5 separate regions of the Mus musculus genome follow, and all the other regions are linked to region 1. The links are chromatin contacts, called in public HiChIP or PLAC-seq, Micro-C and promoter capture Hi-C maps. All regions are on one chromosome and are shown on one strand. Each heading gives the region's core, a stretch centred on a gene start, on an enhancer-like site or on the middle of the called end of the contact. The rest is flanking DNA. Distances are from core to core; before and after follow the strand shown.

Region 1 (6,174 bases), core at 934-3,433:
CACTTTACGTTTGGGGAATGGAGCCAAAGAGCTGGGTGGGGAGAGTAAAAGCTGCCTCGCCCCTACTAATATCACAGTTGTTTTGTCTTGTCTAATTGTTACAGTAAATACCTGTGTGAAGATGTATTCCAACAGCTATCAGACTTCGACTGGTTGGTTGGTTTTGTTTGAGACTGGGTTTCTCTACGTAGCCCTGGCTGTCCCGGAACTTGCTCTGTAGACCAGGCTGGGTTTAGAGGATTCAGAGATCCACCTGCCACTGCCTCTGCTGGGACCACAGGCATGACCCAGCTAGACCTTCTTTCTTTCTTCTCCCCCTTCTCACACCTTCAAGTCACCCTTAATTAGACAAGGTGGCATTCAAACCCACCAAAGAATATTCAGAACACAGTTTTCTTCAGGGCCAATCCACTATCCTCGGGGAAGATTAGCGATTTCTAAGTATTGTCTTTGCAAGGTACTCCTCAAATCTGGACCTCAGCCCTAGACCTTCTCCAAAGGAAGAGAGTTCTCCTCTGATGACCCACTGTCTACAACTGTAACAGAGTTGTTTAAACCCTTTATCTTTCATCTGAACTATTCTTCCTAGTAAAATTACTGTTGGCATACTGACCCTAAGGCTTACGCTTGTTTCCTTCCTGATGTTCTAACCAATTCAAACACAGTAAAAAGGTACAAGCTGGCTAGGGGGCTAGTGCCTTTATACAGCACAGGATAGGCAGAGGTGGAGGAGGTCCAAACTAGCTAGCAGGGCTTCCTAGAGAGATTCTATCTAAAACAAAAGTTCTGATGTCAAACGTGGGTGCTTAGGCTTGATGCTGTTTCCTTAAACAGCATTGGGGGGTGGGGTGCCTTTAGTCCCAGCACTCAGAAGGATCTCTGGGATGGAGGCCAGCCTGATCTACAGATCAAGTTCCAGGACAGCCAGGGCTACAAAGAGAAACCCAGTCTCGAACAAGCAAACAAAGATACTAAACTCTGTCAACTATTAATCAGGGGAAACGCGGCATATCCTCCTCCTTTATTGAAGACAGGCTAGAAACAGACCTTCAACGGAACCCTTATTTCCGTATCAGCACGCAGGCCTACGTACGAGAGCTTCTGCAGGTCACAAGCTGACAATCTCTGACTTAACCAGTCTCCATCATTCTGGTCCAGGCTACCTCAGCCGGTTCTACTCATCACTCACTGATCCGAACCACAAATACGGTCCGTCATTCAATGTCCACAGTAAAACAACCACCCTCCACCTTTCTCAACTTCACACAAACCTCGCACTTTCAACCAAAGGAGCGCCCCCACATTGGCTGTGTCCCTGCCAAAATGGCCTCCTCCTTACCTTCCTCCTTTACCCCATCAATGCCCACACTTGGCGCAGTAAACAAACCCACCATTGGGAGCACACACCTGCTCACTAACCCGCCCTCTCACGGAGTGGATCAAGACTCCTCTCTGATAGAACCAACAGATTTAATGTTTTAATCAAGTTCAAAAGAAGGTTTTAATCTCCCAGGAGACAAATGCTATGGCCTGAGTCCTCCCCCATTCCCCAATCAACAGCAATACTTGTAAAGCAAGCGGTGAGCCTACATCGCGCTCTCCGGGCCCCAAGCAAGGTCTGTGGGGTGTCCAGCGTCCACATCGGGAAGGCCTAGGGAAGGCGAAGACCCTCCAGAGCTCACGCGCTACTCCCCGCGCCCGCAGACCGCTGTCCCCACAAGCAAAAGACACCCGCCGACCCTCTGCGCAACCCAGGCCTGGTACCCAGGGCCGCGATAAAGGTCAGAGGGCGAGGCTGCCGGCGCGCCCCTCCGCACTTAACGATGCCTCTACCTTGTCCTCCGGAGGTGCGTCCTCGCGGACAACCCTCTGCCGTAGTTCGGTCATGCTGGGGACCCCGGCGCGACGTCACCCCGAGTGAGCAGCACGGTGGCCGCGGGGGTCGGCTCAGTGAGCACGGGCTCTCGGCGGGCCCGAGCACCTCGCAGCCCCACCGTGCCTCGCACAGCCCCTGCAGCAGCGCCACTAGCCCCGAGCCCGGCCCCGCCCAGCACCGCTGCCGCCGCCCTTGCCCGGAGAGCGGAGCCGCTGTTTCCCCAGCGGCCGCTCGCTCCTCCTCCCGGGAAGCTGCGAGCCAGCGCGCACGCGCACTGCCGCCATCTCCGCCTGGAACCCCAGACGCCAGGAGGCGGGGCAGCCTGGCGGGGGTGGGGGCGTGAGCGGAGTTCGAGACACTCATTGGACAAAACCTAGAGGGGGCGGGAGAAAAAGAGCAGAGTGAACCAATGGGGTCCTTGCGTCCTACCGCAAGTCCCCGCGCGCGAGTGCTGGGTCCAGAAGGTAACCTGTTACCGGGGGACAACAGCGCCTCGTAGCGGCCTAGACTTGCTGCTCTCAGCTTGGGAGTCCAAACGAAGAGACCAGGTGGACCTCTGAACATCATAGCAGGAGGTGAAACCTGTTTCAGCTCACTTTGCCTTGCCAAGCCATGGTCGCTGGTAACTTAGTGAGCACTGATTCTGTCTAAGCACCGAACTCAGAAATAGTCTCGTCCCAATCACACACCTTTTTTGTTCACAGCACTCCAGAGACAAAGGCAAGTGGATCTGATCTATGTAACCTGTTCCACTGCTACTGAGACCCTGTATCAAAAAACAAACAACCACAACAAAAAACACTTAGAAATGGATATGATATCTGCAAGTAACATCATCCAAGATATTGCTTGTCTTAAGTTTTTGTCTTGTTTTGTGCTGAAGGTAGAACTCAGGACCTATGGGCTAGCGAGATGGTTCAGTGGGTAAGAACACTGACTGCTCTTCCAAAGGTCCTGAGTTCAAATCCCAGCAACCACATGGTGACTCACAACCACCCGTAATGAGATCTTACGCCCTCTTCTGGTGTATCAGAAGTCAGCTACAGTGTACTCATGTATAAAAATAAATCGTTCAAAAAAAAAAAAAAACCCTCAGGTTTGGCTCTTGTTAACCACAACTTCTGTGAGTAAGTTAACACCCACATCTAATTCTTTGAAAACCTTTGGGCTGAAAGGAATGTTTCCTATGGAGCCCCTCCCTCTATTCCTGACCTAGTTTAAGCATTTAGCCAGCAGCTACAAGGGTACGAGTAAGAATTAGAACTCAGACGTTTGTTACCACGCTGTAACCAATGTTCACATATGCTGCCTGAATTCAGTATTATGGGTGCTGTTCCAGCATTGTTCTCATGCAAAACAGGGCTCCCAGTCCTTAGCCAGATTGCAATCTCAAAGAAGTCTTCCACACCAAGGGTCAGGTTCCTTTTAGAGATTTTGACCAGAGCTGTGAGTTTTCAGAAAATAGGAAGAGTTCTGAAAAAGACTTACATTCTCAAATTCTTGTTATGATGTTTCAAATTAACAGCAAAATACTTAGACAAACTTCAGCCCTCTGGTCTTTGCATTTTATTTGCTATTTAACAGCTTTGCACAAATGCTTGGGTGCTCTTGTTCCTCTACTGGTGTTTGCTGGTTTTGTTGGGTTTGGGTTTTTGCTTTGTTCTGTTAGAAATAAATACCTTTTGAAGCCAGACTTTGGCTACTTTGTGGGCTTTTTTCTTTCTTCTACCCTTCTCCACCCTCTTCTTCCACCCTTTCAACACCCTATCACTATGTAGGAAAGGAAAAGAAAAAGGATAGAGGTGAAGGGTGGTGATAATATCATGTGACTATTTTCTGATAATTAAGGGCGTCAAGTTCCTTGGAGCAAGTTTGAGACCAGAATACATGGCTAGAGAAATGGTTCAATGGTTAGGCGCACTTATTGCTCTTGCAGAGGAAGGAGGTTTGGTTCTCAGCACCCATACAGGACGAACTGCCCATAATTCTGGTTCCAAGGGACTCAAGTCCCTCCTCTGGCCTCTAGGATCGTCTGCAATTACATGGTACACGTGTACACGTAACTCATACAGTCACATGCATACAAAAAATAAAATAAAATATTATCTTTAAAAATAATACAGGACTGGAGAGATGGCTCAGTGACTAGGAGAGCTGGCTGTTCTTCCAGAGGACCTGAGCTAAATTCTCAGCCACACATGGGAGCCCGTAACTGTCTGAGACTACAGTCCTAGGGGATTCAACCTCCTCGTCTAGCCTCTGAGGGCACCAGCTACACACATAGTGCACAGATGCACATAGAGACAAAACACCCACACACAGAAATAAACCAAGACCTGGAAATCAATCGATATAAATCAGAGTCATGAAACTCGATGAGGTGTGTACTCAGTGAGATAATGCCTTCCGACTCGGCCTGAACAAGGTTCTCACTTAGCATCATCAAACCTAACTGAGCGCAAACCAAATGCATCCCTAAAATCAGTGTGGTAGGGAGCAGGACTCCATTAACCGGACATTCTAGAAACCATGCTAATAGCACTTCAACTTTAATGCCTCGCCTTCAATAGCAGAAAGAAAAGTAAAAAATGTTCCTGTCATCCTTCATGTGCTTCCTCTGTTCCTTGGGGTTGGTTCTCATTGGTTGGTTCTCATTGGTTGGTTCTCATTGGTTGGTTGGTTGGTTGGTTCTCATTGATTGGTTGGTTGGTTTGGGTTGTTTGTTTGTTTCCTGCTCATTATATTTAGTTTTTTCTCTGGAATCTTTTCTTCCAGGACTCAGGCATTTTGTAAATTTCTTTCTTGTAAATTTTTCATTATAAAATTTCTTCTTAGATTTATTATTCTTCCAAGTATATGTGCCTGATCCCTGTAGAGGTCAAAATCAGAAGAGGTTTTTAGATTCCCCTGGAACTGGAGTTACAGATGGTTGTGAGCAATCATGGGGGTGCTGAGAATCAACCCCGAGTCCTCTGCATCAGCAACAAGTGCCCTTAACCACTGAACGATAATTGTCTCCAGCCCTCAGGTGTATTTTATTACGTTTTCCCTTCATTACACCTCCTGGTTAATTCCTTAATTTTTAAATATTGTGTTCATTAATAGAACTTGGGATTCCAGTCTCCCAGAATATCCAGGCTGATTACAAACCCAGTGTAAGAGGCAGTTACTATTATTGGGTTTAATAATGTCACTTCATAATTAAACACCTCCTGTTTTCTTCCTTCCTTCCTTCCTTCCTTCCTTCCTTTCTTTCTTTCTTTCTCTCTCTTTCTTTCTTCCTTTCCCAACAAGTTCTCTAGACTCTATAGTGAAGGCAAGCCTCAAACTCATGCAATCTTCCTGCCTCTGCCTCTGCCTCCCATATGCTGGCATTATAGGAACACATCATCTAACCTCAACCCTGATCTCGATATTCTCACACACACACACACACACACACACACACACACACACACACGATGAAGTGGCGTGAAAATTGCCAAATTCCCTAAATAGGTATACCGAACCTCTTCTTACAAGAATAATTTGTCAGTGAACAATTCCTTATCATAAGTTTATTAAAGAACTATCAGGAAGGCTAGGTATGGTCAACAGTAAAGAGTTGCTGCCTACCTAACATCACTCACAGGCCTAGGCTTGTTGGAGGCCACTGACCAGTGGTTCATCATGTTCACTCTCTCCTGCCCCTCCCTCTTGCTGCTGTCCACTAACACCTCCAGCCTCATCATCCTAAATCCTAGGTTTGTGTGGTTGTCGTTGCGTTTTGTTGTTTTGTTTGAAGGGAGGGGTGTCAGTATTTTGAGATAGAGTTCTTCTGTGTAGCCTTGGCTGTCCTGATACTCACTTTGTAGACCAGGCTGGCCTCAAACTCAGAGGTCCACCTACCTCTGCCTCCTGAGAACTGGGATTAAAGGTGTGTGCTTAAGTTCTAGGTTTATGCAGTGCTGGGGACAGGACTCATGACTTCCTGTATATGTGCAACTTGAACCACATCCACAGCCCCACATTCTAAGACTTTTGATATTTATTTCTAAATTCCCACCATAAAATTACACCAGGGATGATGGGCGTCATCCCCAACCCTGACAAAGCACGGCCTTTTATACTCCCACATGCAACGTCTTCATATAGGAGGTTAAAACATATCTCTAGGGAATGCATATGTTTGTTGAGTGCCAAACAATATTTTCACACATATACTAACATTAGACTTTGATTCTGAAAGCCAGGCCTTTCTGAATTTTTAGTAAAGTTCCCTTTCTCTTACTGAAGGAAAGTCCAGAACTGCAAACAAG
Region 2 (6,174 bases), core at 1,663-4,162, 440 kb after region 1:
TCTCAGAGGGGCACCCTGTCCTTGGACCTCCCTCACTCAAGGGTGCTGACCTGGAGGAACACAAGGACCCCGTGACAAAGCCACCAGTTCTCCGCCTCCGGGCCTCGAGACCAAGCCTGTTCCTGCTGCTCCTGAGAGACTCAGCCGATGACCCGGAATAGGACACAAGGTTCCATTCTTTTGTTTAAAGCAAGTGGCACATGGTCTACTCATGAACTTCCAGGGACAGAAAGATTGTCTCTAAAGCAGGGGACAGTGTCCCTCGGGACTGGAGGTCTTCTGGGGAAGGTCCGGCTGTGTCTTACAAAACCCATCTCAGATATGGGTGTTTACTGTCAAAAGAACACACTGTCATGGATCAATCACAGACAGAATTTATTCATGGTCACTACTGCTGCTTGGTAGACTCGGGACAAGGACAAGGAATTCATTTTTATGTCCAATGGGGACCTTCAGCTTGGGGGCCACATAAAGAGTAGAATGAAAGAATAGTGTATGCAAGAGATATAGGGGACACTGTCAGCTGCATGTGTCTGTGAGAGGCAGGAAGGCTTTTGACATCTTAAATCCAGGTCTTCTGCAAGATGCCCCTGAGCTGTCTTTCCAGCCCCTAACCTAACATAGCAGGTGCTATTCCGTGGATCTTAGCACAACCACAATGCTGTTAGACATCCCTCTAACAATGGTTGTGAGTCTATATGAGGAGGCAGCGACAGCTGTCTGAGGAAGGAAGTGAGCCTGTTAGCAGGCTCTAGGGCTTTGAGGAGGGCCTCAAGGGATCTGGTGGGAAGAGTAGGTTCCAGGGCTTGGAGGTGCAGTGTCGGGGCAGAAAGACAGTGTGGGGCTCAAGGAGCACACTGATTCTGCATATGAGTGATCCCTGAGTGAAAGAAAAGTCAGGGGGAAGGAAGAAGACACTAGGTGAAATCTAAGAGCCCTTAACATCTACAGAGGTCTGGAGGAGGAAGAAGAGGAGGAGGAGGAAGAGGAGGAGGAGGCTGAAAAGTCCATGTAAGGCCAGAGGAAGGCCCCTTATGGCCAGGACTTCTCTCTCTGCTGGCCTGAGACACTGGAGGGCTGTGGCTATCAGTGTATGGACATGACTTTCTCGGACTTTAATGAGGCTTAGTTACTTTCCATTAATGGCTGGCTCTTTCTTTTCCATCTGCCTAGATGTATTGGGATGACATTGTAATTTAAACTTTCTCTGAGCAGAAGTGCACTCTGAGATCCCAGTGACACCAGTATCCAGAAGAACCCGGTACCTGGCCTAGGCCAGGGCTCCCCAGACTCTTTGATGAGCCCCTGCTAACCACACCCTCCCTGGAAGAGAGGCACATTGGTCAGGAGACATCTGGACTGTATCTTCCCTTTCCATGGTCTGAGTATCTGGGATGCAGGAATTCTTCCTCTGCTGCCTCTGAGCCTGATTCTCCCATGATTACCTCGTGGGCTTGCATTTCTAGCACAATACCCTTGTGCTTGGCTTTTGTGTTGAAGAGGCTGGGGGCTGCTTGCCTGGGACAGTGTAGATTGATCTCACACATGCCAATCTGGGTGACTATGGTTTGTTGAAAATCCTAAGGAGCCTGGGCAGGGATGGCAGGCAGGTTTCTCAGTGTCTGGTATGCGTTCCAGGAGTCTAGCCAACCCTGCAGTTCATGAATAGAGTGCATTCGTTAATAGAATTTTCTTTTACTGATTCATTTAGCTTTCAATTAGCATATAAAATGATGGAACGCAGGTCAAATTTCATAATGTTTCCCTCATGGTGATTCTCCTTCCCAACTCTGCCTGCCTCCAACACTTCCTCCCTCTGGTGGCCAGTCACCCTTGGAAAGTTCTGGTTCCCTTGTACCATCCCTTGGGGCTTGAGAGATGATGGTTCTGTGGCTAAGAACCATTGTGTCTCCTCCAAGAGGCCCTGCTCATAGCCACCTGCAACTCCCATCTCTAGGGGATGCAAGGCACTCTCCTGGCCTCCACAGGCAGCCCCCATTCCCCAGACACCTCGCATGCCCTGCATATAAAAATAAATCTTAAAAAATCGTATTTTTAAAGCAAAAACCCCTCCAAAGTATTTCATATATTTTACTCTTTGAAAATTTCATGTTTATATAATGTACTTTGATCATAGCCATCCACCGTTTTCTCCCTCTAGCTCCCCCTGCTGGCTCAGTTTTTCACTTTACAGCAAGCAGCTCCTCCCTGGGCCCTTGGTGTTAAACATAAGCAGGCACAGTTTTGCCTGTGGCTCCTCACCCAGTCATGTGCTGGGCTGATCTGTAGGTTTGATGTGTTTTCTTCTCTTTGGAGCCTCAATTGTGACCGGAATGCAGGAGTGTGGTGCCCCCACCCCACCCTACCCCATATATATATATATATATGCACATGTATATACATGCACATGAGGACCAATCCTCCCTATTTCCACTTAGGAATTGAATGCCAGAGCTCACACGCTGACAAAGCTCTTTCAGAGGTTGAGATCTCTAGAACCTTCTAGAAGTCATCTGGTCTTAGGTTTGGATTCCATCTTCCCAGATCACCCTTGCCAACCATAAGAAGGTAAGTATCATGGCAACGGCTACAGCATCAGCTGCTGATTCTTGTGCTGACCCACTGCCATCTCCACTATAACCACCTTCAAAGCCCTTGCCACCATCATTACAAACCCCCATCAGCACCAATCATTTACTCAGCAAACACTTGCTGTACATCTCTCTCGGGCTTGTGGTATACATATTAGGACGAAACCGTCTCCTGAGAACTTACACTTCAGGCGCTAAAGTTTGGGACCTGAAACCATAAGAAGGAAATTATCAAAAACGCTAGGATTCGATATGCACTATGGAAAGGAAGCAGAGAGCGGTAACGGCTGGAGGGCGGGGCCAGTGGCAGGCTACAGTTTCCTACAGCATGGTCAGCGGCAAAGACTGAGTCAAGATCAAAGTGAGGGATTTGACGGTACTCTCATCGTTCTTACTGAATTATTATTATTGTGTGATTTTTATACACGAAACACTTAATAAAAACAGTTTGGGAAGAGTCTGAAATGGCAAGGACAGACCTTCAACTTAAGGTTTAACTGTATGAACATTTCATGACGCTTTGGAGGATCCTTGCTGGGTTTCTTTCACAATGCTGCCCCCCAGTGTTCAGTGAGAGTAGTGCAGGATCAGGAATTCAAGCACTTACTGTGAGTCCCAAATTTCTCACCCAGATATTAGCAAACTATATTAAAGTTCTCAAATATACAAAAATATTATGAAATAAATATGTTTTAAATTTCAAATCCTCACAAGGGTGAAGCCACATTAAAAGGGACAGATTCACCTGAAATTCCCACAATTTGTAAAACTATAAGTAAAATAAAATTTATTAATTATATCAATAGTCATATGCACTTGTGATATTTATGGACACTATGTGTCACAAAATAGGCTGGTTATTCCCTTTAATTTTCTGTTAAACTTCACAATGTTTGATAAGGGAAGTATTAAAGCATTTTATATGAGACTCAAAAGATCATTAATACTCTATTCCTGGAACATATACATTAAGACTAATTAAAATGAGATTTACTTAGTTTCAACCCAAGGGACTAGATGTGATGGCGTCTTTCTTAAGCATCTAGAAAACATGCATGTTAAATTTCATAGTAAGTACTAAGTAAAAAGGGGTTGCTGGACATACCCTTAGTTAGAAACAACATTTGCATCCAACCCCCACACCAGCACCATGCTTTAAGAAAAAACAACAGACTCACCCTCGTGCAAGTTTGGAAAGAGACAGGTTGTCCATCCTGGAGGTGCAAAAGAGAAAGCCTTGGGCTTAAACTTAATGTAAAAGGGATAAAGTAACAGGACTCCAAAAGGCTTCTGAAGACCAGGGACTTAGACAAATGGAAATGCGAACTGTATGCTTAGACTGAAAGATTCCAAGTCGTAAACATAGCCAAGTAAAATGTAAGGTGAATGGGGCCATAATGCAATCGCCCATAAGGATTTGTGGAGGAGAGAACGAAGTTTATTACTTCTAAGGCTCACAAAAACATGAGTCTTTCATACTAAATTCATGATGAGCAGAGCTAATAATTATCTATCCTATACTTCAAAGTTACTGAGAATACATTTAAAATATTTTTTTCCTACAAAAACAAGAATGTGAAGTGATTTGTACATTAACTAAATTTGACCATCCTACATTATATTCATGGGAGGGTGTTTTGGTTAGGGTTTTACTGCTGTGAACAGATACCATGACCAAGGCAAGTCTTATAAAAAACAACATTTACTTGGGGCTGGCTTACAGGTTCAGAGGTTCAGTCCATTGTCATCAAGGTGGGAGCATGGCAGTATCCAGGCAGGCATGGTACAGGAGGAGCTGAGAGTTCTATGTCTTCATCCAAAGGCTGCTAGTGGAAGACTGACTTCCAGGCAACTAGGGTGAGGGTCTTATACCCACACCCACAGTGACACACCCATTCCAACCAGGTCACACCTATTCCAACAAGGCCACACCTCCAGATGGTGCCACTCCCTGGTCCAAGGATATTCAAACCATCACAGAGGGTCATGGTGGCGTATGCTTATAATGCCAGGCTTTGGAGGCTGAAGTAGAAAGACCATAGTTTATGGCCAACCTAGGCAACACAGGGGCGGTCTTAAAACAAAAACAAGACTCACCATGTACTCCCATAATACACTCAATTACTATTGGTCAATTCAAAAAAGAATAGCTAGAAAACCTTTTCTAGGAAGAATCATGAGATAGGATAATTCTACCAATTATTAAAACGTTGTGAAATTATAAGCATTTGAGCAAATTAGACAGATCAGTGGGAAGTATCTGAAAGGAGAGTCAAGAGGCAGGTTCATGCACATAGATTTTCCTGTATCATTATTATTAATTATGATTATTTTAAGAGATGTATCTTATTTTATTTTATACATGAGTGTTTGCCTGCATGTATGTCTATGTGACATGTGCTTGCTTGATGCCGTGACATTTCTTATACTTTAAAGATGGAGTTTTGAATTACTGGGGGCGGGGGAATGAGTAGTGGGACTTGGGAAACCTGCAGGCACCTGGCACTTTGCAAATGCGGCTGTGCCCTTTATCTTCCATAAACATAGACCCTAGATCCAGAGCTGGGAGTCTAAATGGTCACCCCGTAAATGTCCTTAATGACCTCAGAGGAATGATGATTTACAAACTATGACACGAAAACAGGAGGCCATTTTAAGAAATGCCTGACAAGCTGGCTCAGCAGTGCAGCATTTTAATCCTGGCACCTGGAAGGCTGAGGCTGGAAGGTCAGCGAATTCAAGATTAGCTTGGGCTACAGAGAAAGACTGATCTCAAGAACAGTGTGTCAAATTCTAATCACCATCAAGAAACGAGGAAGAAGGGCTGGAGAGATGGCTCAGCAGTTAAAAGCACTGGCTGCTCTTCCAGAGGTCCTGAGTTCATTTCCCAGTAACCACATGGTGGCTCACAGCCATCTATAACAGGATCCAATGCCCTCTTCTGGTGTGTGTCTGAAGATGGTGACAGTGTACTCATATAAATTAAAATAAATAAATCTAAAAAAAAAAAAAAAAGCAAGGAAGAAGATGGCAAGTTAAAGTTGGCAAATTCTAGAAGACAATGACGTTGCGGGTTAGTGTTACAATTTCATATTGTGCATGGCCAGAGCCACTGAGGGCCATCTGAGCCATGGGTGGAAACTGGCTAATTCCCTGCACAGGGTTTGTTATAGGATTTTGTGAGGAAAGATGTGTTTGGTACCAACACAAGCATCCCCCTCTCTGGCAAATATCAGCCAGGGTTTGGTAAGAAAAGCTTTGCCCTCTCTCTTATAATAAATGACCAAGAGAAAAGAACTAAACTTTAATGAGAACCCAAGATGACGAGAGTCACTGTCCAGAGCACATAAAAGCCACGCAAGTTGGAGTACTGACTGACAGAGAGGGCATGATAAAGGTCAAAGGTCAGCCTAGCGCTTACGAACACGCCTGCTTTAAGAACAGCAATAAGATGGGCTGTAATACTGGAGCACCCTGGGTAATTAGAAAAATAAACTGAAAGTGGATGGCCAGGAGAGCAACAGAAGATGCTGGGCTTTAGTTAGCACACTCTTCCACGCACTGGGAGGGAAGTGTCAAGGCC
Region 3 (6,174 bases), core at 1,420-3,919, 420 kb after region 1:
GGTTCATTTAAGTGTACTGATATCTACACAAATACCTATATGCTCTGTGTTCAGATTCAAGACACTTGGCTCTATCACCACCCCAAGACTTCTCACGGAACTTACTTCCTGTACTTAGCTCTTCCCTACTTTCCATTCCTACCTTACTGTTGGTAACTTTCAATCTGCTCTGTATCTCTATCATGATATTTTAAATATATAAAGTGCTATAGGGGTGGAATTATATAGCACAGATACTTTTGTTATTGGCTTCCTTCATTTTCAGACAAATTTCTTGAGATTATCCTAAACTTTTTTCTTGAAGAACTTAAATAATTTGACTAAAATATAATTACATCATTTCCTTCCTCTCTGCTTTCCTACCCCTCCCATGCTTGCCCTACCCTCCTCTTCTTTAACCACTGTTGTTACAGATATGTGTGACTAGTACTGCCCATTGAGCCCATTTAGCATTGCCTGTGCACTCACACACACACACACACACACACACACACACACACACACACACACACACACACATGTTTCTAGGGATGCCCACTTGGTGATGGAGACCAATCAGTGCGTTCATCCCTGGGGCAGGCTAACTTTCCCTCTCTCAGTAGTTATAACTGCCGTGCTTTTCATCTGGATGTGGGTGGGTCTCATGAGATTTCCCTCCTTTATGTTAAGATGTCCATTGTTGTTGGAATTGTTCCAGTCCTGTTTGGGAAGCCATGTTGAGATTTCTTGGGTTTAACTTCCCTGTCATAGCTAGAAGGCACAATCTCACAGCAGACTTCCTGGTCCTCTGTTTCTTCTCAGCTTTCTGTCTCCTCTTCTAAGATGTTCTCTGAGCCTTGGGTGTAGGAGTTGTGTTATAGATGTATCAACTGGGGAATGGACACCCCATGGTCAGTTGTTCTCTTGGGTTTTGATTAGGGGTGTGTGTATGTGTGTATGTGTGTGTGTGTGGTTGGTTGGTTGGTTGGTTGGTTGGTTGGTATGTATGGGGTGTGTGTGTAGTTGGTTGGTTGGTTGGTTGGTTGGTTGGTTGGTGTGTATGGGGTGTGTGTGTGGTCTGCATCTGCTACAAAACCAAGTTTCTTTGGTGAGGGGTGAGAGCTACACTTACTCAGCTAAGCTGGAGAACAGGATGTAGTTATGGGTATCCCTAGTTTAGCTTTTCTTGTTGTCTAATGCACCAAACTGTGCTTGCCATTTTTATTTCTCTGTTGTTTTGGTTTGTGGTGGAATTGGCAATTAAACCTAAGGCGTTGCACGGGTTAGGCAAATGCTCTTCCACCGAGCTGTCTACCGAGCCCTCATTTAAGTTTTGAGGGGGTCTCACTAAATGAGACCCTCATTGTCGGGCAGGATTGGTGCCACTTTGGAGGCCAGGTGGGCCTTAAATCTGAAGTCTTCCTGTTTCAGCCTTTCAGGTGTCACTAAGCCCAATGACCATTACTCTTTGAAGAACATTGTGTGTCGTTTTTTTAGTTTTGAAATATCACAACCGAGGGGAGTGGGCGGGTAGGGGAGTGGGGGTGGGTGGGTATGGGGGACTTTTGGTATAGCATTGGAAATGTAAATGAGCTAAATACCTAATAAAAAATGGAAAAAAAAAGAAATATCACAATCGAAAGTGCTACAAACATTTGCGTAAATGAATGCTCACTTGTTTGGGATATGACGGACCATAGATTGCTTGTGTTTTAAGTTTGCTTTTGTTCCTATTTATTGTTTCTTTCCTAGATACATATTTTAAGGTTTTCTTTTCCTGCAGATTGCAGTGAAGAATTACATTAACAAGTGATTTTTCTTTTACCTTTTTAATAAATGCTAATGGAAACAAACAAACACTCCAACCCCTGAGAAATACAAATGGCAACAGCTTCAAAACAAAAGGATTTGGGAGCAGAAGTCTCCACAGTCAGTGTATCAGTTACTCTTCTACTGCTGTGACTAAAACACTACCACAATTAAGGCCACTTAGAGAAGTAAGTACTTAATTGGGTTCATAGTTCCAGAGAGCTAGAGTCCATGATGGTGGAGCAGAGACACGGTGTCAGGAACAGCTGGGAGCTCACACCTCCTTCCACAAACGCAAAGGAGAACACACACTGGGAATGTGAACAGTCTCAAAGCTCACCCGCCAGTGCCACACCTCCTCCAGCAAGGCCACACCTCCTCCAGCAAGGCCACACCTCCTCCAACAAGGCACCACACTTCTTAATGCTTCCTACAGTTGCACCAACTGGGGGCCAAGCATTCAAACATGAGTCTATGGGGGCCATTCTCATTCAAACCACTGCTCAGTAACAGTCAAAACTGTAAAATCATCCAAGCTGTGTCAATGCTCGACACAAACCAATGTCGTACTGATGTGTGTGTGTGTGTGTGTGTGTGTGTGTGTGTCTCGTGCTGTTTGTTAATGCCCCTCCAAGGTGTAAACTAAAAAAGCTAACTGCTTGGATCTATGATCACACAAACCATCTAATTTGCTCAAGGTTTGGCTCAAAGCAACATCCTTCCCTTTACTAGCTGAAATTCGTGACAGCCTCAAAAGGGAAATCGGCTTTGTTTCAGCACAGCTGTGCTCTGGAGTCTACACAGTTCCTAAGCAACCACGCAGGACTCAGCCAGTCAGAAGGCAGTACACAGCAGGGTCCCTGGCCACCTGGAGGTAGCCTTGGTGATGGTGTGCTTTGTCAGGCTTGTGCTCACAGGGAGCCCATCCTGTTTCAGGCAGCAGACAACAATTGAAGTGACCCCAGGTAGGTTTGGAGGCTGTTTCCCGTTTGACCTACAGGGCCACTCCACCCACCCCCACCCCCCACCCCCACCCTGTGATTATCCACTATGAGACAGCAGCCTGGTATCCTGGCAGATCTTCTGTAGCAACAAAACGCTGTTTGTCAAGAATGGTGTCATCTTCGTGTAACTGAAAAAGGTCTATCAGAGACCAGAGCCTGCCGTGGTCGGTGTCTGTGGCTGGGGGACAGTATACGTGTGATTATGCTGCCCAGATCTTTTTATGTATAGTCTCAGATACCTTCTGAATTTCTGGGAAGTGACCTCCACACACAACCATTCTGAATATTTTTGTTGTATACAAGCAGATATTTCTTGTAAGCCTATGCCCTATTCTTTATGGAATACAAATTAATAAGTGCTTGCTCAACTTTGTGGTGTTGAAACTGTAAAGTCTCTAGAACAATAGAATGAAGACTTGTTTTCTGCATTGGCCAGCTGATTCAGGACGTGTGTGCTCTGCTAGACTATTGAGGAGAAACTTAGCAGCTTCTGGAAGATTCCCAGTAACCGGGGAACTCTGTCAACAGTAGCACTTGCCTTAGTGTTTGAACTGTGCTCTGAAAATACTTAGAGCCTCTCCTGTCTAGCAGGGATCTCTCTTTTTCTTCCCAGAGTACTTGAGGGAAGGATGTGGGAAGATAAGGCCACATATAAAGACCAGAGTCAGGTTTGTGCTTCCAGAAACAAAGACATCACATGAAAGGTATATGAGATAAATTCCTTCATATCATTGTGGTAGATCCATGAAAAGATAGCAACAAAACCTCTTCAGAATTTACAAGAGCAGAGTTAAGACTCCCAGCTTATTCTTGTGGACGGCGTGTTGCTTCCAACAAGTAGTGATGAAAGGAAGTTTGCTTGGGTTCTTACAGCTACCATGTAAGCTGAGAGATGATGGTGTGGGGGAGGGGTGAGAGGGGCAAGGACTTCTTATAGGAGGCAGGAGCTTCTCCTGCTAGCTTCCATGACACTCATTTTCCTGAAGATCTAGGAGGCATGAGGGCGTTGCAAAATGTTGTTAAAGGAATCTTGACAAGCGTGCGTCACTCAGCCCTCTCACACTGAAGCCTTTTGAAAGCACGTGCCCTGTAAGCTTGGACAACCACAGTGTAAGCTGGAAGCTGGCTTACCCAGTAAGTCCCTGTCCTGCAAGCCTGAGCGAGGACCTGAGATCACATCCCTCGCAATCTCACACTGATGCTGGAATGGTGCCCATGACCCCAGTCGTGAGAAGGCAGGGTTGGAGGCAGGCTCTCTGGACCTCTTTCGCCAGCCAACTTAGTAGAATCGATGACCTTCAGGTTCAGGGAGGGACGGAGAATGATCTACAGCAGCCGCACTTTGAGTATTAAAGAATGAGTGTATTAAAGGTAAGCAAAAATCAAAGCCTGAGCAGCAAGTGGCAGATTTAAAACATCATCGCGTCAGGTGTTTATAACGACTGTGTTTAGAATGTGTAGTAGAAGTGGTTAGGGAAGTTCTGCTAAACAGCCATGCTGGTCTGACGGGGACGGGGAAGTCCTGAGCAGACCCAGACTCTCTCCCCGGTGAGTTTCAAGCCTCCAGTCCCTGACGTGTGCCTTTTTATACTGTGAGATAAACAGTAACCTTTATAGAAATGGTTTACCTTCTGGCTGTTTTCAAGGGCACTTGCTATTCTCCTATCTCCCTGATACAGAGGCAGGAGCCAGGCTGCCCCAGGACAATGAGTCCCGGAGTCTACGTGAAATAAACATAGCTGCTTGTTCTCAGAGCCAGCTCTCAACACGCACAGATGGCACATGCCAATTTATGGATATAATTTATATTACAGACCTTCGTCAAGAAATAAGCTGGAGAACAATGGAGGAAAATGCTCAGCTTAAGTCTCCTGTCCACACCAAAGTCCACATACACACACACACACACACACACACACACACAAACACACACACCCAACTATATTGAAAGGAAGTAGAAAATTGGTGAAAATTAACCAAGCAAAATTTGCAAAGCTGACCAGGGGCCCATTAAAGCTCACACAGTGCGTTTACTGCTGAGCGGCCCAGAGTGTATTCAGAAGGAGCTAAGTGGTGCTTTTAGCATTTCTGGCAGAGAAAAGTTACCTCAGAAATGGCCTGACATGCTAACAGAAATGGTGACTCACTTTCAGAGTGCAGATTTCCATAATATCAACAGATCTTTCATAAATCACATCCATTATTGCTTTGGACGAATCTGTTTTGTCAAACAGCCAAGAAATATATGAACCTATGTTTAGCATTGCAACCAGGGCTCATGGGGTTGAATAATTAATATTGTGGAAATGGCAATACTACTCAGAACAAACAATCTTTAAATTCATACCCGAATCACTGGAGACCGGAGATGGACAAAGCAACCTTGGGGAAAGAGACAACGCTGGAGGGATCGCCATACCTGATATCAGGTTAGACTACAGAGCCACATTCTTGTGCACCATGGAGGATCTCAGAGCAGGCTACAGCCTGGGCAAACAGCTGCACATGGCCCAGCTCCACCATTCCTGAGTACCCTAAGGCTTCCACATCAATATATCCCAGCGATATTTATTCACTGAAGCACTGTTTACAATTCTTAGGTTATGAACCTAACCTAGGAACTCATCGACAGAAGGGTAGATATAAAAAATTTGGTATATATATACACACAAAATGAAACTTCAGGCATGATGCAAGAAAATATGTGAAAAAATTACATTTATGTTTTCTCTCTGTAGTTCCAGAGGTTTATATAAATAAAATCATGTGTGTATAACTGACATGAAAAATGCAAGTGAACCTGTCTAAAGGAAGGGGGGCTAACAGGAAGGTAGATGGGAGGAGGGAGGTGCATGGGTGTGTGGCAAACTCAACATATGGTATACATGTGTAACATAACACAACATATAGTATATGTGTGTAACATATACTCAACATACAGTATACATGTGTAGTATACACTCAACATACAGTATACATGTGTAACATATACTCAACATAGATGTACATCTGTAACATACACACAACACACAATTCAAAGATTCTCATGAACAAAGAATAGTAGGCTTAGTTCTTTCTGCTTTTGTTCAGTCTGATCTTTTAGTTCATTTTCTTTTTGTATTAAGAGTCTAGCTTTTTAAACTGTGGGTTGCAATTCCACATGAAGAGTCTAGCTTTTTAAACTGTGGATTGCAATTCCACATGAAATCATACATGTCTAGAATCCAGACGAGATTGTAGTCCAAAGTGCAGGACTGAAAGTGTTTACAGATGAAATTGCTATGAAAATTTTAATAAAGAATATACACTGTAAACAGAACATGGGCAGAAAACACAACAGGGAGGTGGGAGTGGAGATACAGAGAGACACAGAGACAGAGAG
Region 4 (6,174 bases), core at 1,069-3,568, 320 kb before region 1:
TTTCCTAAAAAGCACCATCTGCTAAGTAATTGTGTTAAAATGCATATGAGAAATTGAATCAAATAAAACTAATTTCAGTAAACCGGAACTGGAGCAGTTTTAGCATCAAACAGCCTAACTTTACCTCTTGGAAATTTAAAATTCAGAAAGTAAGTGGGCTCCCTGGAATTCTCTGTCAAAGTCCATTAGTAGTAACGAGTCATTTGCTGAAGATTTATATTCATAATGTCACAGGCAGTAACGGGCAGAACACACATCTAGGCTGAGCTCTTAGACTGGGAACCTTTCCCATGAACACATTTAAAAACTTAGAAAATGAGATCGTGTGCTTATCCCAGACAACCAAGAATACGTCTCAGAATCCAGTGAGATGGCACATGCTAAGGGTTTCTGTGAAGTTTAAAATACTCAGTGCCCTTCTGGTAATAATAAAGTTAGTTCTCAGATTAACCTCATTAACGATATGTTCGAGGAACCATAACATCCCATAACATCCCATGTACAGAGCAGGAGCCAGAGGAGGGGACACACGGCTTGCCCAGCCCTCCTTTAGGAGCTGTGGTGGCAGAACCAGTCCCACGACTGATAGAGGGGTTGCTCTCAGAGTTTCTAGGCATGCACAGTAAACACTTCCCTTTTCGACTTTCATGGATTCAGGTTTCTTTGTAAATCATCTCTTGTTACTAGCTAGTTATCTTGTAGAAACCTCTGTTTCTGGCCATAGGCCATCCTTCAAGTGTGGATTCAAGTTATCTCCCAGAATCTGTAGGGGGTTGGTTACAGAGCTCAACTAGGATTCCAAAATGTTCAGGTTTCTTATATGATTAATATACTATCTTCATATAAGCAATGCATACCCCTTACTTTAGGGGTTATTTTAAGTTTATTTTGTATGTATGTGTGGTATGTATGTATGTGTATGTATGTATGCACCACATATGGGACTGGTGCCCTTCGGGGACAGAACAGGACATTGAAGTCCCTACACTGAAATTATGGAAAGTTGTGAGCTGCCATGTGGGTGCTGGGAACCAATTCCAGGTCTTCTGCAAGAATAAGCACTCTTAACTACTGAGCTATCTTTCCCACCCAGCATATGCCTTTATTTTTAAATCCCTCTCCCCCTCGTTTATATGTTAATACGAATACATTTTTCCCCCCATTTCTCGCCTGTGATTGCTTGAATCTGCCAATGTGGAACTCAAGGATACGTTGGGTCAACCATACTTTTATTGTTGTTTTGAGACAATGTCTTGTAATGTAAGCTGTTGCTGGTCTAGTACCCATTACGCAGGCAGGCAAGCCTCCAACTCATATCAACCTTGATTTAACCTCTGAGATTCTAGGATTACAGATCTGTATCAGGTGCAGATCTTTTGATATTTTAAGAGGATTTAGGGAGGGGCATGAGTTAGATCTACCATCCCGAACCATAAATATTGCACAAATGGTAGTTTGACTAAATGATGAGATATACTAAAAACATTCAAAGGAAGTAGACTCTTGAAAAACACCACTTAAGTATGACTAACAGCAGAGAAATGAAGTCACAGCGAGCAATTAGCAGATGTAGAGCAGTGGACCTTCAATACGAAAAGGTGATTCTGCTTGATGCTCACTATCTCAATTGAAGTGAAACCCGATTACATAATGTTGTGTTAGAAGTTACCTAGTGGTTGATCTTGGGCTGATTTAGGGTTGGAGGCACACACAGAGATAGAAGAGGAGGAAGAGGAAGAGGAGAGAGGGGAGGAGGAGGAAGAAGAGGAAGGGTAGTTTTAGAAAGCAAAGAACAACTCTAGTTTGGTTTTATTTATTTATTGACTTATTTTATTTATTTGGGGTTTGTGACAGCAGGCTTCTAGAAGTCAACAGGAGTCTGGTCTCTCTCACCATGTAGATTCCAGTGGGTGAACTCAGATCTTCAAATGTGGTCAATGCCTTTATCCACTGAGCTGTTCTGAGCTCCTTGTTTTAGCTTTAAGGATTTAGTCTGTGATTGTTTCCTAAGGAATGCAGTTTCCAGAAAACATCAGGCTCCCTCAGCTCTCTTTTTTGAGACAGGATCTCACTTTATAGCCTTGGCTGGCCTCGAACTCGAGTCTACTTGCCTGGCTCAACCTCCCCAACACTGGGATTACAGGCGCACCACCTTGACCTTCAGTACCTCAGCTGACCCCAGCCAGATGGGCTAAGGCTGTCGGGCCACCTCAGGTCTCTGGGCAGCCCTTCCAGGAACACGCAGCCCGCCCCCCGGCGCGCGGCCGCCGATTGGCCAGGACCGGACCGGGCGTGACGTCAGGCCCCGCCCCGCCGCCCTTCGACCCCGCCCCGCGGGGTGGGCTGGCAGTTTAGTCTAGGGCAGCTGAAACCGGTTTGAGAGGCGGCTGTAACTGGGCTCCTTGCTTCCTCGGGCCACCTAAGGGAGCGCTGGCGAGGCGCTGACGCTCGGCTCCGTCGGCCGCGGCCCAGGCTCTCGGCGCGGCCCGGAGCGGCAGGTGAGGGGGGCCGGCGGTGCGGGCGGGCGCTCACGCGGAGGGGCGGGCGGGCGGGCGGCCTGGTGTTCCGGAGCCGCGGTGCGGCTGGAACCCCGGCTGCCACGCGCGGCTGCGGTCCCACTGAGCGGCGTGACCCAGGACAGCCACGGAAATCCCGGGCGGAGAATAGGGGAACAAAGAAAACGGCGGAGCTGGAGCCCAAGCCCTCGGTGCCTCCCTTCCTCCGCGCCCCCTCAGTCACCTCGCGCCCGCACTGGTGACTCGCGCGGTTTTGACAGCTGCTTCTTTCCCCAAAGTGCCTAGAAATTAGTGCCCGCGAAAGAAACTCCGGGTGACAGTACAGCCGGGCGGGGGGAACCCAGGGCTTTGTGTAGCTCCTCGTCCGTGCCCTCGGTGACGTTTTAGGGCTGCGGTCCCCTTGGCGTCGCCGGCTTGGAGGCAGTGGCTGCCCCGTGCTGCTTCATCTGCCGGGTCCGGCCAGAAGCCCGAGGGCTTGGAAGCCTGGAGTTTGCCGGTTTCTAGCGATTCTCTGACTCTGCAAGCAGCAAGCATGGTCGGGTCTAGAGTCCCCTCTTATACTCCTGTCCCCTGCCACTCTGGGTCTCCTGCCCACTTAACTCTGCCCTTCAAGCTGCTGCCTGCTACATTTCTAACACAATAAGGAAAAGAATAAATACAAGCTGTCAGCCTCCCCTCTCTCCCAAATTGCTCAGTGTTCTAGAAACACACAGCACAAAATAAAACTGGTAAACCCCATGCAGTGGCTTACATACTAGGGGAAATCAGTGTTCTAAACAAAATTTAAATCTGTAAAGAGAGATACAGGAAATTTGCACCCGGAGAACTGGTAAACACAAGAAAACTGAATAATATTTGGTGTGTATAAAAAGTTGGTGGGTGAGTCAACTATTTGTATATAATAAAAACGTGTAATAAATGCATATGAAAATGATATCAACACGAAATGAAAAGCATTTGTAAAAAATCCCACTGCATGTCTAAAGATGATGAGATGTTAATTTGGCTTAAGGACTGTCCAAAGGCTAATGCCTTTGCTTAATGAAAAACCCATTCTTGTCTGCATATGTTTGATTAAAATATTAGCTGAAAGTATATGGAGGTCTGAGAAATGGGGCCATAGTGATCCCCCCACTAACACGGGCAGACATCAGTGTGGTCACTTAACCTGCTTCTTAATTATAGGATATTCTGAGAATCTGCTAGAATCGAGGAGAATTAGAAACAGCTTTTTTTTTCTTTGAAAAGTTTTAAAGGAAAACACAGATGTTCTTTTTTGGCCAGAAATATGTGCTTTAGCTAAAAATACCCACTTTCAGTTCAGCTGTAAGCTAAATGTTTCTGTCCCTTTGGGGTTAGCTTAAATTTCCAGTATGTTTCTCAAGCTGATAAACCAGCTAGGTCTGAAACTAGCTAGGTCCACAGTTGAAAACATTCAGCAAAAAAGAATAAACTTTTTTGTCAGGAGGAACTGTGAAAAGTTTTGATGTCAGTAAGTTATGGTGGGTGACATTTAAAAACTCCTTGAGTCTTTTAACAAACTTCAAATGGGCCAGACACAGGCTGCAATGCACACTTTTTTTTTAAACAAAAAAACAAAAAACAAAAAAAACCAAAAAAACAGCCAGGGCGTTGAAGTGAGATCCAGCCTCAAAAATAAGTAAGCAAATTAAATTAACAGCTCAAATTTACCTAAACGTGCTGTGTAGTATATATCTTTAGGTAGTACAAATTGGGAATTGCATTGGGAAAGGAATTACCAAAGCCAAAACAACAAACTCCGTAGTGAGGCGGTAGGTGAGCTGGTTATCTGTCTCAGCCGGGTGTGCAGTTACTAGCAGTTTTTACTCTTACCTTTTATGTGTATCTGAAAGACCTCCTTCATCCAAGTTGGGATATTTTTGTTTGTTTAGCAGAAGAATAAAGGTAGATGTAAACTTTGAGATCCTCAGTAGAACAGGTACTTTCTAAAACACTGTTACTGCTGTTTTGGAGGCGGTTGGGTGCTGAAGCTGTCCTGCACCAAAATTTTGGCCTCTGTCCATGGTCAAGTGAGCTGCCAGCACAGCGCCTTCCCAGGTTTGCTTGGTATGGTGCTACAGTTTTTGAGGGGTGAGAATTGAACTAGATTGCTGACTTTTGACAATTCAAGTGGACGATGGCACTTGTCTCCTGGACTGTTCTGTGTTTCCATGTGTTTGTCTCTGTGTAGTGCACCAGCTGCAGCTGTTACTGCTGAGTTGTCAGCGCGATCTCGCAACTGTAGAGATAGAAAACTTGGCTGTTTTCTCTTTTATTAAATATCCAGACTGTTCCTGGTTGTCTAATGAAGTAGATGTTTAGAGCTAAATTTGTACTCACTGTTAGTGTGAGTACATGGAAATAATTACATGTGACATCACTTACATTTGATTGAATTGGTTATAGCCAACGAGTAGTTAGCTGAATACCAATTCTGAAGTCTTGTAGATGAGCTTGACCTTAGTTTAGAATTGTAAACACTGGGTGAAAGTTCAGATTACAGTGTAAGATTTATAGGCTGGTTAGACTCACCAGAAAAGGAAGCTTGCTGAGAGGCCTGAGGGCCTCACTGCTGAGAGCCTGTGTGATCCCCAGGACCGTTCATGGGAGGAGAGAACCAACTCCTGCAAGTTGCCTCTGACCGTCATGTGTGTACCTTGGTCCTCCCTCCCTTTCCCCTTTTCTCTCTTAAAACACAAAGAGAAATTGAAGTTGGTTATTCAGTCAGTTGCTGAGTTATGGGTTTAGTCTGTCTCTTAAAATTATTTCAGTGTGCTGGATAGTAGTGGTGGGCACCTCTAATCTCAGAGGCTAACGCAAGCAGATCTCTGAGTTTGAGACTAGCTTGGTCTATAGATTCAGCCAGGGCTACAAAGAGAAACCCTGTCTCAAGAAACAAAACAACATTTAAATTCATTCAGTAACTTTAAAGCTTTTTTGGTTAGATTTGGGTCTGTTAAATGGAAGGTTGCAGTATCTCAATGAACCATTTTACTCATTAGAAAGTGCTTGTATGCTCAGGGTTTTGTCAGCTATTCTAAAAGAACTATTGAATATTCAGATAATCTACAACTTTTTTTTTTTTTCAAGACAGGGTTTCTCTGTATAGCCCTGGCTGTCCTGGAACTCACTTTGTAGACCAGGCTGGCCTCGAGCTCAGAAATCCACCTGCCTCTGCCTCCCGAGTGCTGGGATTAAAGACATGCGCCACCACGCCCGGCTTAATCTACAACTTTTATATAAGATTTTTTTTTAACAATTCTAGAACAACCACAGGATGTATACACATGAATAGATCTTGCTTACTCTTAGACACAAAATCAAATAAGGTATCTTATAAATAAATTATTTTGCTCATGAACACGTTTTTTTTTTCTTGTACAGTCTTGGAGTTTTTAACCAAAAACGGTAGAGTTGCCATATACGATACTGTTTGTCCAAATGAAACATTATATGACATTATTAATTTTGTTTTACATATATGTAAATATGATACTGTACATTTATAAAACAACATTCAGCATTTTACACATTTATAAAATAACATTTCACTATTACATCTTCTAATTGATGTACATGTGACAGTGGCTCCATAGTTAGTAGGTATTAAGCATTACTTACCAGCCTTCTCTAGGTG
Region 5 (6,174 bases), core at 1,287-3,786, 260 kb after region 1:
ATCAAGGAGCAACGCCAGCCCTGGCCATCTGGAAACCATAGAAACAGCCCTGCCTGCATAAAGCCTTTCTCCTTAAGACCACCGAAATGCTTTAACGTCGTTGTATTCCTCTCCCATCTTGTTTTGTATTACCCTCTTCACAGAGTGGATCCTTTGGCCCAGGCCAGTTGTTGACCATTAAACAGGCATCCTGAAGATCTTCATGATCCTTCTCTGACACCCGTGAAAGCTTGGGTTCAGAAGGGAGAGGAGCCTGGTCCTTAACTGGTGGCTGGGCTGTGAGCAAGAACCAGGACCTGGCATAGCTGTCCTGCTTCTGTCTTTGGCTTACTTTGTGCAGCTATGAACACACAGCCTGACAGACAACTTAAAAGGAGAGAGGATTTGTTTGAGCTCACAGTGTCAGAGGGCTTGGCCTGTGGACACTTGGCTTTTTGTGCCCAGGCAGAAGATGCTGGTGGTGGGAGTTCTTTACCTCATGGTAGGTAGGAAGTAGAGACACACAGGAAGGTACTAGAGACCGGGTGGCCCACTTCTTCCAGCTAGGCCCTCCTTCCTAAGGTTTCCACAAGCAGGGGAGCAAACCTTTAGCATGTAGCCTGCGGGAACATCTTGTAAACAAACTAGAACAATCCTGTCGTCAACTCTCTGAGACCTCACAGTCAAAATAGGATTGGAGGGGCTGCATCTGGGAGGGTTTTATGTTGAACTTCTTGTTAGTCAGCAACCTCTGAGTATAACTTTGGAATTCCTGAAGGATTTATTCGCCTCTTGGGAGGTGTAGTGGTGTGTTAGATTATGAAAAACACTGGGGGAGTTAGTTCTTCTTTAAAAAATAATTAGATGAGGACTGTGGCTTGCAGCTAGCAGACACTTGACACCTTTTAAGGCAACACTTCTGCTCTAGGAACGTGCTCTGTAAGTAAACTTGGGGGAAGCTTTGAATCTCTGTTACCCAAAGTCAGGTCAGATTGCTAAACGCAAGGGGAAACAGCCAGTTCTAGGGTTTTGTCCTTGCTTCTAATTAGGCCAGTCTCTGTTATTTTAAGAGAGGTTCTGACCCTCTCTCTGTTTCTCTCTCCTTCCTTCCATCTTAATTGTTTTCCTCTCTCCTTCCTTTCTTTCCTTCCTTTCCTTCCTCCCTCCCTCCCTCACCTCTCTCCCTCTATCCTTTCCTTTCCTTTCCTTTCCTTTCCTTTCCTTTCCTTTCCTTTCCTTTCCTTTCCTTTCCTTTCCTTTCCTTTCCTTTCCTTTCCTTTCCTTCCTTCCTTCCTTCCTTCCTTCCTTCCTTGTTGATTTTGGTCATGTGCTCATTCTGAAGCTCATCCTGGCCTGGAACTGTTGGCAATCCTCCTGCCTCCACTTCCTGAGTCCTGACACTATAGATAGGAGCTATCACACCTCTTATTGTACTCTGATTTCCTTAAAGTCATTAAGATGAAGGCAATAAAAACGGTTTGATGAATTGCCCACGTGTGTCTCAGTTTTAAAGAAACAGGGTCTTGCTGGGGATCTCCCACATGCTGCTGAGAACCTTGTGCTGTTGACCTTTGAGGTCATCTGTGAGGAGCTGGAACTTCCCAGCAGAGCGTGCCTCAGAGCTAGGATTTGCTCACTGCTCCCTCCCTCCCTCGCATCCTATGGATCCACTCTGGGCTCAGCACCCTCGGTTGTTTCATGGCAGGAGGAAGACGAGTTCATTGTGGAGGGGTTACTGAACATCTCCTGGGGGCTGCGCAGGCCCATTCGGCTGCAGATGCAGGATGACCACGAACGCATCCGTCCTCCTCCATCCTCCTCCTCCTGGCACTCCGGCTGTAACCTGGGCGCACAGGGGTGAGTGAAGGGAGATGAATTTGAGGGTATCTGGGGGCTGCTGGTCCAGTTCCCAGCACCCCAACTGCTATCTGCCACAGGTTTGGGATGGGGACAAAGGGACCTCTCACCTGCCTGACTCCACAGGCACAGAGTGAAGAGGGGTGGTTCTGAGTCAGCAATGGGGAGTACAGGGTAATGGGCAGCAGAGGGCCCTCCCTCCAGGAGCCCTAGCCAAGCCTGAGGCTTCCGACAGGGTGCCAACACACACATCCTCCCAACTTGAATGGTCCTGCTCCAGGGACATCTAGGATTTGAACTCACTGATCAAAGCTCTCTCCCTCTTGGTGGAACCTAGTAGAAGAGAAAGGAATGTTCTGTCTGAGCCAGCCGAGTGAGGTCAGCCAGCGAGCTTCTGTACACCTGGAACAGGTCATGGCAGGAGGCAGGAGTCTAGGAGGTCCTCTATTGAACCTCATTGCAAGGTCAGCGAACAGCAGCATGTCTGCTCTCCCACCTTCTGTGACTGAATGAGAAGCTGGATGCTGGCACGGGGCCGATCTTCTTGTTCTCTCTGGGACTTCAGTCTTGAGATCAAGTGACTAACTAGCCTTGTTCCCCTCGAAACTTGCTGAGGTGGGCGGCATTCGGGCCAGAGCCTGGGTGGAGTGTGCTGGCCACTCAGCCAAAACCACAATGACGTGCTTTCAAGTTTAAAGGGGAACTGAGCCCTCCTTCCCTGCTGGCTGCCTGGAATGTTGTTACATTCCACGGCCAAGTGGATCAGTGTCCTAAGTTGAGAAATATCCACAGAAGAGCCAAATCCTGGAACCAACCTTGGGACTAAGGAGGGAAGTTGTTGCCCTGCCCACTGGGCACGGGGAAGCCTGGTCAGGGCTCTTGGGCTTGCTCTCAGCACATTCACAGTTCCGGTGGGCCAGATCCTGTCCGTGCCCAGCTTTGACCTCTAGATTGTTACATTCTGTTCTCCAAGTGAGATGATTTTAAAGATCCCATTTTCCTGTGATGCCTAGGGGTCCTTCCGTCTGCACTCCAGGTTTTTCTGCGTTCTCCAGTGACAACCTGGTCCCTGAAGCCTGTAAATATTTTAAGGGCTTTCAGAAGCATGTCCCAAATGCCAGCCAAACTTAAATGTTGCCCGCAGGAGTGTGTTTGAGATGCTCAGACCAGTTTCCGCGTTGGACAGTGGCGATGGGGTGCCACCTGGACCCAGTGCCTGCATTTCTCGGAAGGGCACAGACTGAGGCTTAGACAGTTATGAGGGAAAATTCTTCCAGTTTGTCAATTTTACTTTTCTTTCCTTAAAGCCATTATTCTAAGAATGTATGCCTTAGGGAGCCCCTCCCCTCTTCTCATTCTGGTCCTTCCTGAGAAACTCGACTCTCCCTTCAGACTGAATCCCCTGTTGATCTTGGATGTGTTTTTCTGAGCTGACTCCATGGCTCTTTGGGGCTTTCAGAAAATATTCCCAGTTACCACAGCAAACCCAGGTCGCGTAGTTCAGGTGAGCTTTTGTGGTCCCTTCTCCTGATGGCAACCCTGAGAGCATCATCACTCCTGAGCCGAAGAAGCCAGGGCCAGTTTCTGAGATGTTCCTCCAACAGAAAGAAACCCAGCTTGGAATCGTGTCCCTAGAAAATGGGCCCTAGGCCACCACATGTGCTTTGAGACTCAGTGCATGGACTTGGCTCTGGGTTCTTCCTTCTGGATCTAATGAACTGGGTTCTTGCAGAGGAAGGAACAGAACATGTTTCTCCTGAGCTTCCTGCCCCCCTCAGCACTTAGAATGGGATCTGGGCCAGCCTCCTGGATGCTCGGCACATCTTGCCTGCCTCTTGCTTGCCTGTCAAATACTTGAGTTTCCCTACATGGCATGTATAAAAGTTCCCATTGCAGGAAGGGGGCCGTGAAATTGGGACCTGTCCTCTCAAGGTCTAAACAAGCCTGCTGTTTGTTTGCACCCCCTCAGCACCACACTGAAGCCCCTCACCATGCCCACTGTTCAGATCTCAGAAGTGGATATGCCAGTTGAAGGCCTCGAGACACACAGCCCAACAGGTGAGCAATAGAAAGAGCCTCCTGCTAGAGGCCCACGGGGTGACAGCTGTGTTTGAACCTGTGACTTCTTGTCTACATCTGTAAAATCCACACGCATCAATAGCTTTTTAAAAAGTTAAAAGGAAAGACTTTAAATTCTCCCACCTCCTCTCCCTTCAGTTTCCTTCCTTCAAAGCAACCTGCAAAATGTCCTTTGAGATGAAACAAGCAAATCCATGCAAATCCAAATGACGCCAAGGAGAAGGCCTGCTGCCACCACCCGGAGTGGGTGCGGCTCCTTCTGGGCCTCTCCCCAGACAAGTGGCAGCTTTTGCAGTAGCTCTAGTCCCCCAGTCCCCTCACCAGTGGCAGCCACCACTTGACTTCCTGTCTCTGTGACTTTGCTGTGAGCACCTCTTGGGAGTTGACTCACAAAGTACTTATTTTATGACTAGTTTCAACTCAGGGTAAGGCCTCAAGGTTGGTCATGAGGCAGCTTGTTTGCAGCGTCCTGCAAGCCCCGTAGGTCATGCTGAGCCTAAGCCAGGCACTTTTCTCCGCCCTGTTATGTGCGTTAACTTACTTACAGCCTCGCTCTGATCCCACAAGGCAGAGGCTTTTGTAACCCCTCCAGAAAACAGAGGCAAGAGAAGCCAGGGGTTAGAGCTGGAATCTGAACTTGGGAGCCAGCTGTGAGGCCCGTGTTTGGAACCTGTGCACTGTTACTCTCAGTAAATCACACATTGTGTCTCCCCCAGCAGAAAATTATTTTTATAAAATATGTTACTGGGGAGACAGTAAGTGCCAAAGAGTTGGCCTCAAAGATAACTGGGCTCAGGTAAACAGCCCATGTTCCTCTTTCCTCCAAGATTCCAGAGGCCTGAAGCCTGTGCAGGAGGACACCCCACAGTTGATGCGCACACGCAGCGATGTTGGGGTGCGTCGCCGTGGCAACGTGAGGACATCCAGTGACCAGCGACGGATCAGACGCCATCGCTTCTCCATCAATGGCCATTTCTATAACCACAAGGTAGAGGGCTCGTGGAGGACAAACCTTGGGGACATCACCACTTCCTGGGGTTTGCAGCTTCAGTGCCACGTGGTCCCTGGGGATGCATCTGGGAAGGCAGGCATTTTCAGTTCAGTTTGAGGGTTGTAAGTGTCATGGAGGCTTCAGTGGTTTCTTGAGAGATATGGAACTTTGGGTGAGGAATGGCTGCACGAAGTGTTGGAGCTTTCAGTGCCTATATAAAGCAGATTTAGCCTTCCAAGTTCCACGAGCTCCCTCCCACCCCCGCCTTGGCACATCATCTGTGTAGTCAATTCCTGGTCCCACCCCTGGCCTCCCCCAGCACCCAGCACCTTTTGCTTCCCCCCCTGGAGTGAGAAGATCCTCACTTCATAATAAGAGCCCTGGGCTCAGTAGTAAAATCGATATATTTTATGAATTTGCAAAGTCAATAGCATCCTCAAGAAAAGGCAAGAAGGCTGGCATGCCATTTGGTACAAACAGCATTTTTTATATTCCTAATCTCATTTAACTGACCCTTAAATTCCTAGTTGGCTGAGTTCTTTAGGGAGGTACAATCAGTCTCCCTTGGGTCTAGCATTGCTCACTCCCCAGATTTCCTATCCAATAGGCCCAAGATGCAAACTTTTCTGATTTCTGTCCTGGGCTTGAATTTCCCTCCTTTTCTGATCCCTGGGCTCAGTCATGTAGCAGAGTGGCTGCAGATGGACAAACTGAGAGTGTTCAGTCGAGGGAGCACTGGCATGGGGCTGGACTCTCCCGCTTCTCCATGTTCTCTGACAAACTGCAAATGCACCCGCTGAAAGTGGACCATAATGGTTTATTCCTTTTTCAGCTGCTGTCTGACCCCTGAGCTAATGACTGTTTTTGAGCAAGGCTACTGGTCTCAACTCAGCACACTGCCACCTTGGGGATCCCAAACTAGCTAACTCCTCCTTTCTTTCTGTTGCTTAAATCTCACCAGAAGCAAGTACATGGTGGGAGGGTGACCAGAGACTACCTAATGCACAAGGGTATGGTGGGATGCTGGTCTCTCAAGGGAAGCGTGTTTGTGAATGTTTTGCTTGTCTAATCTCATCGTCTTTCTAATCCTGATCTTTTGGAGCTCAGACCCAAACTTCTCAGGGGAGCAGAGGGTGAGCTGGCTAAACCCTAAGGACCACTTCATCTACATTGAAGGCTGATGCTGGCCAGACTGCCAGGGGCTCTCTTTGAGCACGTTTTGAGTACTGTTGCTGTTCCCCTTACTCCCTTGGGTTTTGATACTCAGT

What was found. Promoter capture Hi-C pulls out the DNA fragments that hold promoters and counts their contacts. Hi-C and Micro-C count contacts between places; a contact is called where the count stands out from the background. HiChIP or PLAC-seq counts read pairs in DNA pulled down with a chosen protein or histone mark.
Region 2: a promoter capture Hi-C map of erythroid cells shows a contact between it and region 1, with 23 times the contacts expected there. The contact joins the enhancer-like site here to the promoter of Cds2 in region 1. A contact is called at or near these places in 7 of 39 promoter capture datasets (the 3T3-L1 cell line, 3T3-L1-derived adipocytes, the C10 cell line and 3 more), 1 of 15 datasets of contacts at CTCF or cohesin (embryonic stem cells), 3 of 484 Hi-C or Micro-C datasets (B cells, the N1E-115 cell line and short-term hematopoietic stem cells), 9 of 115 datasets of contacts at active chromatin or transcription factors (the SCID.adh cell line, T-cell acute lymphoblastic leukemia, bone marrow-derived macrophages and 5 more) and 3 of 9 other capture datasets (adipose tissue, liver and macrophages).
Region 3: an H3K27ac HiChIP or PLAC-seq map of epiblast stem cells shows a contact between it and region 1. The contact joins the promoter of 5330413P13Rik here to the promoter of Cds2 in region 1. A contact is called at or near these places in 6 of 39 promoter capture datasets (the 3T3-L1 cell line, 3T3-L1-derived adipocytes, the C10 cell line and 2 more), 2 of 115 datasets of contacts at active chromatin or transcription factors (embryonic stem cells and epiblast stem cells) and 1 of 9 other capture datasets (adipose tissue).
Region 4: a contact with region 1 is called in a Micro-C map of embryonic stem cells, with 4 times the contacts expected there. The contact joins the promoter of Gpcpd1 here to the promoter of Cds2 in region 1. A contact is called at or near these places in 16 of 39 promoter capture datasets (the 3T3-L1 cell line, the C10 cell line, the HPC-7 cell line and 10 more), 16 of 484 Hi-C or Micro-C datasets (B cells, CD4 T cells, CD8 T cells and 13 more), 5 of 115 datasets of contacts at active chromatin or transcription factors (the 230-238 cell line, effector CD8 T cells, extraembryonic endoderm stem cells and 2 more) and 3 of 9 other capture datasets (adipose tissue, liver and pancreatic islet).
Region 5: a promoter capture Hi-C map of macrophages shows a contact between it and region 1, with 6 read pairs. The contact joins the enhancer-like site here to the promoter of Cds2 in region 1. A contact is called at or near these places in 3 of 39 promoter capture datasets (the C10 cell line, the HPC-7 cell line and macrophages), 1 of 15 datasets of contacts at CTCF or cohesin (the NIH/3T3 cell line), 4 of 484 Hi-C or Micro-C datasets (B cells, CD8 T cells, bone marrow-derived macrophages and 1 more), 7 of 115 datasets of contacts at active chromatin or transcription factors (bone marrow-derived dendritic cells, double positive thymocytes, forebrain and 3 more) and 4 of 9 other capture datasets (adipose tissue, liver, macrophages and 1 more).

The regions. Positions count from the first base shown.
Region 1 is chr2:132,259,157-132,265,330 of GRCm38.p6, reverse strand. Cds2 (CDP-diacylglycerol synthase (phosphatidate cytidylyltransferase) 2) reads right to left here and starts at 2,183. Exons shown (of 13, transcript NM_138651.7): 1 at 1,834-2,183. The coding sequence starts at 1,887. It overlaps Gm46766 (a long non-coding RNA gene), which reads right to left and starts at 1,827. Exons shown (of 2, transcript XR_001783482.2): 1 at 1,591-1,827.
Region 2 is chr2:131,817,224-131,823,397 of GRCm38.p6, reverse strand. It overlaps 5330413P13Rik (RIKEN cDNA 5330413P13 gene), which reads left to right. Exons shown (of 3, transcript NR_029381.1): 3 at 1-3,392. Among named protein-coding and RNA genes, the nearest start is that of 5330413P13Rik, 27 kb to the left of the region's middle. Within about 2 kb of position 2,912, at least 58 of the 459 cell types and tissues checked have an H3K27ac peak or open chromatin away from gene starts, as enhancers often do. A contact at or near this core is called in the N1E-115 cell line, bone marrow-derived macrophages, erythroid cells and 1 more, where this site is marked.
Region 3 is chr2:131,844,151-131,850,324 of GRCm38.p6, reverse strand. It overlaps 5330413P13Rik (RIKEN cDNA 5330413P13 gene), which reads left to right and starts at 2,669. Exons shown (of 3, transcript NR_029381.1): 1 at 2,669-2,753. It also overlaps the pseudogene Gm14281.
Region 4 is chr2:132,574,392-132,580,565 of GRCm38.p6, reverse strand. Gpcpd1 (glycerophosphocholine phosphodiesterase 1) reads left to right here and starts at 2,318. Exons shown (of 20, transcript NM_028802.3): 1 at 2,318-2,498.
Region 5 is chr2:132,003,028-132,009,201 of GRCm38.p6, reverse strand. It overlaps Rassf2 (Ras association (RalGDS/AF-6) domain family member 2), which reads left to right. Exons shown (of 11, transcript NM_175445.4): 4 at 1,685-1,836; 5 at 3,806-3,894; 6 at 4,743-4,903. Among named protein-coding and RNA genes, the nearest start is that of Rassf2, 24 kb to the left of the region's middle. Within about 2 kb of position 2,536, at least 166 of the 459 cell types and tissues checked have an H3K27ac peak or open chromatin away from gene starts, as enhancers often do. A contact at or near this core is called in B cells, the NIH/3T3 cell line, adipose tissue and 5 more, where this site is marked.